Regions from separate parts of the Mus musculus genome. Here region 2 is linked to region 1. A link is a contact called in public Hi-C data. All regions are on one chromosome and are shown on one strand. The core of a region is the stretch at or near the end of the contact, and the rest is flanking DNA. Distances in the headings are between cores, read along the strand shown.

The links. A called contact is a pair of places that touch in the nucleus more often than the background predicts.
Region 2: a contact with region 1 is called in a Hi-C map of rod photoreceptor, with 2.9 times the contacts expected there. The contact joins two enhancer-like sites. A contact is called at or near these places in 2 of 39 promoter capture datasets (cranial neural crest and neural stem cells), 1 of 15 datasets of contacts at CTCF or cohesin (the G1E-ER4 cell line), 30 of 484 Hi-C or Micro-C datasets (the AML12 cell line, the HL-1 cell line, the HPC-7 cell line and 20 more) and 3 of 115 datasets of contacts at active chromatin or transcription factors (astrocytes and embryonic stem cells).

What each region holds. Positions count from the first base shown.
Region 1 is chr13:81,525,223-81,529,011 of GRCm38.p6, reverse strand. Adgrv1 (adhesion G protein-coupled receptor V1) reads left to right here. Exons shown (of 90, transcript NM_054053.4): 28 at 1-563; 29 at 3,483-3,698. Among named protein-coding and RNA genes, the nearest start is that of Adgrv1, 110 kb to the left of the region's middle. Within about 2 kb of position 1,346, at least 3 of the 459 cell types and tissues checked have an H3K27ac peak or open chromatin away from gene starts, as enhancers often do. A contact at or near this core is called in rod photoreceptor, where this site is marked.
Region 2 is chr13:81,651,205-81,654,859 of GRCm38.p6, reverse strand. No RefSeq gene overlaps it. Among named protein-coding and RNA genes, the nearest start is that of Lysmd3, 4.8 kb to the left of the region's middle. Within about 2 kb of position 2,074, at least 2 of the 459 cell types and tissues checked have an H3K27ac peak or open chromatin away from gene starts, as enhancers often do. A contact at or near this core is called in rod photoreceptor, where this site is marked.

The DNA.
Region 1 (3,789 bases), core at 97-2,596:
GGTAGACTCGGACCTGGATGGGGATCTCGCCATTACATCTGGCAACATCACATTTGAGACTGGGCAGAGGATTGCTTCCATCACTGTGGAGATACTGTCAGATGAAGAGCCAGAGCTAGACAAGGCACTCACCGTGTCGATCCTCAACGTGTCCAGTGGCTCCTTGGGAGTTCTTACAAATGCCACATTGACAATTTTGGCTAGTGATGATCCTTATGGGGTCTTTATTTTTCCTAACAAAACTAGACCTTTGAGTGTTGAAGAAGCAACCCAGAATGTCACATTATCGATAATAAGGTTGAAAGGCCTCATGGGAGAAGTTGCAGTCTCATATGCAACCATAGATGATATGGAAAAGCCACCGTATTTCCCACCTAATTTAGCTAGAGCAACTCAAGGAGGAGATTACATATCAGCATCTGGATTGGCTCTTTTCAGAGCTAATCAGACTGAGGCAACAATCACTATTTCAATCCTAGATGATGCTGAACCAGAACGCTCAGAATCTGTGTTCATTGAACTTTTCAATTCCTCTTTAGTAGACAAAGTACAGAATCGCCCAAGTAAGTATCCATTAATGTGTTATTATTGTTAGAGAGATAACATATGGAAGTGAAAACCCAAAGTTTTCTATAACAGAAAAATCTATAAGGAAGGTAAGATTAAAGGTAAGTCAAGCTACCTTTAAATGATTTTCTTTATTTTATTTGCTCATGTGTGCTTGATGGCATGCATGCTAAATGCATGTAACCTGAGGATGCCAGAAGAGGCCACCATATCTCTTGGAACTTGACTTACAGCTGGTTGTGAGCTGCCCGCTGTGGATGCTTGGACCTATATTCAGGTCTTTTGCAAGAGCAGCAAGTGTTCTTAACCACCGAACTATCTCTTTAGCTCCAAGTATCTCTGAAAGCAATACTTCGTAAATGGTTTTCTTTAAGACAACTGGAAATCAGGCGTGTATTTTTCCTTAGAAATCATACTTTAAAAAGACACGCATGCCCCCAAAGTATTTTAAAAACTTGTGTGTAATAATTATATAACTGACTCCAGTGCCGTTTTGTTGCTTAGAACTAATTCTGCAGTCAGTGCGAAGTGTCCATACATAGCTCCATGTAAAGTGGCACCACAGTGAGCCACCTTATGTTGGTACACCTCTAACAGATTTTCTAATCGAAAGATGTGTATAAGGTGAAGAGATAGGGCTGTGCACCTGTAAGAACTGAGTTTGTGGAGTTACAAGCAATGGGATGTAAGGTTTGAAGATCCGCAGCCTATAATATACTGCCATACGGATTAAGATCTCTTGTCAGCAAGTTTGTTCACCTTTCCGGGGTTAAGACTATAATAAGGTGACAACGGCCTTACTAATTACAGACAAGGATTACAGAAGGCAATTTATGGTTGCTGACATGAAGTCTTCAGGTTAACAGCTTTTTTCTGAAACATCTTTGCTCTTTTATAAAGATAGATTTAGGATCAGTTGTGACAGCAAAGAAGTTGAAATAGAACTCAACAATTAGTCTTTTAATGTAAGAATTATTGAGCACATATTGTTATTCGACCAGTTTACAACTTGCTGAGATTGCAATAAAACTAAATGGCTGACTGCACATAACAGTGGTGTGGATTTGGCCCATACTGAAGTCGGGTAACCTCATTTCAATGTAGAATGATAAGTTGTTGGAAGTAATCTTCGAAAGTTCCCTTTTCCTTATATAATTATGAAATAATAGAAATGTAAATAAATTTTATTCATAATGTGGATATATTAGGGGACCACAAGTGGTGACAGATGTAAAAGTACTTTGGCATCTGCTCTACTGTAAGCATTCAGTAGTAGAGCAGTCATTAGTAGGCTGGCATGTGTGCAGAACCTTCGTGCTGTTGGGATGTCAGTGTGCCATTTGTGGACCATTAAAGAGCAGCTGTTATGCAGGCTAAAGGGCAAAAGCAAGCATAGCCACGGGGCCCAGGGGAGGAGAAGGCAAGACAGACTCAGATTATGATAGACAAAAACTAGTGTAAGGTCTGGTAAACCTTCACTACTTTGAATGTAGTCACCAAGTTTTGTGAACGGTAGTAGTATGAGAAGACTTTTCAGAGGAGGGTGCCCACCTGTGGATAACCACAGGCATTACACATGGCTCGCTGAGAACTGTACAGTGAAGGGGGATGTGAAGTTTTATAGTTTATTTCTTGGTTATGTCTGACAGGTATTAATATAAGATCACAGATTATTTTATTAACCCCTTTGTGGCATTAAGTCCTTATCTGTAGAAACGTGTGTTTGTGTATATGTATACATGTAATCCATATATATTACTTATATATACAAATATATACAATATATTGTGTTTTCTGTCAATGTGACACAAGCTGCAGTCATCTGAGAGAAGCTCAGTTGAGAAGATGCCTCCATAAGATCTGGGTGTAAGGTTTTTTCTTAATTAATGATAGATGGGGGAGGGCCCAGCCCATTGTGCTTGGTGCTGTCCCTAGGCTGGTGGTCCTGGGTTCTATAAGAAAGCGGGCTGAGCAAGCCATGAGGTGCAAGGTAAGCAGCGCCCCTCCATGGCCTCTGCATCAGCTCCAGCTTCCAGGTTCCCAACAGCTTTGAGTTCCTGCAGTGGCTTCCCTTAAATGGATTATGCCTAGGGGTGCATAAGCCAACTAAACCTCAAGTTGTTTTTGTTTGTGGTGTTTAATCACAGCAACTGTAACTCTAAACAACACATGTATTCAAGTCAAATATATCAGCAGATAAATAGAAAAAAAGACATGTGCATATTAATTGCACAAAGAATGGAATTGTGTTTGCAACAAAATAGATGGAACTGGCAGATACTATGATTGAAATAAGCCATGCACAGAAAGATAAGCATTGCAACTTCTTATGTAGAAGCTTAGAAAGTTTGTTCCAAAGAACATATCAGAACAGTGGTTATTACTAAGTGCTAAGAAACGCAGGAGGAGGGAGAGAGAGGACGGCTGCATAGCAGGCATCCAAGTAAGATGAGGGAATGAGCTCCCATGTGGGCCACACAGACAGGGGAAGAGTGTTCGAAGCTGCACTTAGGCTCTGGGTTCGAGGACCTTCCTACTCAATTTTGTGTTAGAATTCTGTTTAACAATGGCACAACAGTGACCTAATTATGATAGTGTAACTGTAGGCTCTTAATATCTGATTAATGCTACATAACTTGATAATTAATTACACTTGGATCATCAATTTCTTCAATGCTTATTAAAATATTCTTATAGTAAAACTGTTCCTTTGGTAATGTTTTGAATTCCTAGAGCATATGCTAAAAGACAGTGGAGATTTCCTATATTCCTTCTTTTTGTATTTTCAATGCTTAGATTAAGATTGACAGCTATACATATTTAAACTGTTAAAAACATAAATAGGGGGAGAGAATGAGAAGTCTGTTGGATTCTTGGTGGCTGTTAGCTGTATTGCCTCTTCTTATGTCTTTCAGTCCCACATTCTCCACGCCTTGGGCCTAAGGTGGAGACTGTGGCCCATCTCGTTATTGTTGCCAATGACGATGCATTTGGAACTGTGCAGCTGTCTGCAACATCTGTTCATGTAGCAGAAAATCATGTTGGACCCATTATCAATGTGACTCGAACTGGAGGAACATTTGCAGATGTTTCTGTTAAGTTTAAAGCTGTGCCAATAACTGCAGCAGCGGGTAAGAAAAGTCACGGAGAGGAGCAGTGAGGGTGTGGCCCTGTGAGGCACGTCCCCCTTCCATCCCTAGGGTGGTCCACAACAGCTCCACT
Region 2 (3,655 bases), core at 825-3,324, 130 kb before region 1:
ATTAATGCCATTGTCAAAGCCTTAATGATTTTTACATTTCTTCCTAGTCCCCTGTGGCTGACTTCTTTCAGCCCTGCATTGCCACTCTTTGCTACTTTCTATACCTTTTTAGAAGCAAATCTGGAAAATACTGTTATACATTAAAGAAATGATGAAACTAATTTCAAATTGGATTAGGGAGTGAAATTTAAAAAGCCTTCAGTTGTAATTTATATATAGAAAATATTACCGCTTCTCTTCTTGAGACCTTTGCTGGTAGAAAATAAGCCACTGCTTGCTTTAGATGTTATGCTGTTGTGGTAGATAGACTTGCCTCTCACCCTATAGTTTTAAACATGGTGATTATAGTAATCACAGTTTTGTTATACATATAGATGAAAGAAGAGCCAAATATATCGTGGGGATATAGAGATGCTTATAAACACTTGTAAGTCATTTAGGGAGATTAAATATGACTCAAAAATAACCCGCTCCAATGTCTCGAGCTATCTAGATTTTATTAGATAAAAACTAGTCTTGCAAATACTATTTTAAGGTAGGCAGTAGAGATAGATAGGAAGTTATATGCTTATAATTAAGTAGGTCACCTATTAAAATACTTTTTTTTTTCTAATGGTCTTTATAAGAACTATGTTCACACAGGTAAATCATAAATTAATTCTCCAAGATTCTATAGCATACTTGACTGTGGACCTACTCTTCCCAGTGCTTAGCTAAGATGGTTAGAAAGAATTCAGTCTACGCCAATGGAAAAAAAAAAGATATTTCTGTCTCTGAAACTGGTTGAGGACAAAGGTGAAGGCAGAGTGTGATCACTCGGAAAAACAGAAGTATTCAAAAGAGAATGCAAAGGTGGCTGTCTTTCACTGCTGTGAAGAGACTTCATGACCAAAGCAGCTCTTATAAGGGACAACATTTAATTGGGACTGGCTTACAGGTTCAGAGGTTCAGTCCATTTTTCATCAAGGCAGGAGCATGGTAGCATCTAAGCAAGCCTGGCACTGGAGGATCTGAGAGTTCTATATCTTCTTCTGACGGCAGACAGGAGAAAATTGGCTTCCAGGCAGTTAGGAGGAAACTGTCTCAAAGCCCACCTCCACAGTGACACACTTCCTCCAATAGGCCACACCTATTCCAACAGGACTGCATCTCCTAAGAGTGCTATTCTCTGGGCCAAGCATATTCATACCACCACGGTGATCATCTAGCCAGAGTTTCTAGGGTTTAAGTGCTACAGTAGCACAGCCAAGAAAGTTAGGGGTAGGTAAGCATCATCTTTGTCTACCTATGCAGACCTCTCATCTCCAGGGCCTGGTATCTGAATACCTGAAAGAATGGGGCAGACTACAGTCTATTACTGTAGACAACCTTACTTCAGTTTCAATGTACTTATACATGAATAACAAAGCAAGCAACGATCCAAGGAAAGTCATTTGTATTCAGAAAAACATAATCAGAAAAATGTATAAATAAACCCTAGTAAACACATACTAAATATTAACAGGACAGGCCTTTCCCAGAACGTTCTTAAGACATACCAATTTAAATACAACTGTCTGGCACACACTATAGATTATATCTGAGAAAGCTCAAAAGCAAGGTAGAAGGCCACACCCAGATTCAGGGTCCACTGACCAGACTGGCATCTATAGCTATGTTCTAACGTCCAACAAGAATAAACACGTCTTATGAATCGAATATAAATGTTTGTCACAGGAGACACAAAATTGTGCCCAAGAACAATCCAGGGAACAGAAAGGACTGGCTACCCCCCCCCCCCCAGTCTCTCTCACAGTTCCCCAAAGCATTGTTCACCATGTCACTTTTGACCATGTTCCAATAGGTAAGCCCATCTTTTTTTTAAAAGAAAGGGGGAAAATGCAAACAACATATTATTCTGGTCTAAGGCTTCCCAGGTTGACACTGCTTCTGTTGACAGCCCTTACTAAGAATCTTTGAGAAATTCCAAAGCAACATTTAAAGTTTCCCTGCTCATATTAAGAATTATACACTGACTGGCAGTACTGGCCTATAATCCTAGCTACACAGAGGGTTGAAGCAGGAAGATTAAAAGTTCAAGGATATTCTGCACTGGGGGTAGGATGGTGATTAGGATGTACAAAGGACAAGTTGAGCTATTTAAAAACACTCTACCCCCAAAACATTAAAAATTACCTGGGTATGGCTGGGTATATCCATGTCTGTAATGGATAGCTTTGGCTAGTATGGGTGAGACCCTAAGGTCCTTGCCCAGTACGAATAAAAACAAAGAGAGAGAGAGAGGAGGAAGGGAGAAAAGAAAAAAGAGGAGAAGAAGGACATCTTCATTCTGAGAGCTGTTGGACGAACAACAAAGACGCCAGCTCTGCTGGAGTAGTTTGTGCTGGAGTAGTTTGCCCTTGAGAAAGGCAGGAGATGAGCCAAATTGTTCAACTCTTAAGCCACTGCAAAATAATGGGCTTTTCCCCTCATCGAGCCAAAATAAAACGGAAGGATTATTCTGGAAGGAAAGATCATCACTTCCCTTTTAAAGGGATCCCTTAGGAGTGAAGTAGAAACTGGGAAATCATTAAGACCATTGAAGTGACCAGGACAAGACATGTTGACTTGAACCACAGAGGAGCACCAACCACTAAATCTGTTTGGATTAAAACCACTTGATTTAAATTCTTTTTCAAAGCCTCCTGTTTTATGAGAGTACTTAACCTTGGTCCTTAATATATCGTTTCAAAGTTCTTTCTTGCCAACATTGACAGTGACTCTGTACTTAGGTTTTCTTTTCACTAATGATTCTAAATAAAGCAGATTACTGCTGAAGCAAGGGTTGGGTCTGAGTCAACTTTTCTGTCTCCCTTCCTACCACGTTTTCTATTATTTGCAGTAGAACTTGAGCTGAAATCCTCCTGGTTTCCCAAGCTTTAATCCTATCTGGCTTCTAAATCCGCTCAGAATTATTTGAAGCAAAGCATGGCCACTGACTTCAAAGCATGTAACACTTAGTTGGGTGAAACAAGAGTAGAGAAAGTGGCCCTCTTTCCACTCAGAACAGTGTGTTAGAGCAAACCCCAGAAACAATGTGCTAAGAGAAAAACCAGAAACTCATTTCTTTGTTGTTTTCAAAATGGCTTACTTTCTTTAGAGTTTTTTTTAATTATTATTTTAATTTGCACATCTGTTATTTAAGGGGGATTCTATTAGTGTTAATTGAAATTTGATTCATGTCCCTGTCATTACTCTGTCCTTAAGATCATATGGCAGATTTAGCTCGGCATTCCACAAATAAGTGTTCAGTTTACAAAGATGAATAAATACTGTCTTTTAAATCATGTCTTTGAAAGATGAACTTTTAGTATATCAGCCCTCTAGAAAAATGCCCTTTGGTGTTATTCTTACCTTTGCTGGAATCATAAAATTTATTATCATGTTAAAAAAATGATTCTTTCTGTGAAAATATTATTGCTTGGTAGTCAAAGCCATAAAAAAAAAAAAACAATCCATAGTCTGTAAAATAGTGAAACTAGCTCTTTCTTCTTCTTCTTCTTCTTCCTCCTCTTCTTCCTCTTCTTCCTCTTCCTCCTCTTCCTCCTCTTCCTCCTCTTCTTCCTCCTCCTCCTCCTTCTTCCTCTTCCTCTTCTTCCTCCTCCTCCTCCTCCTC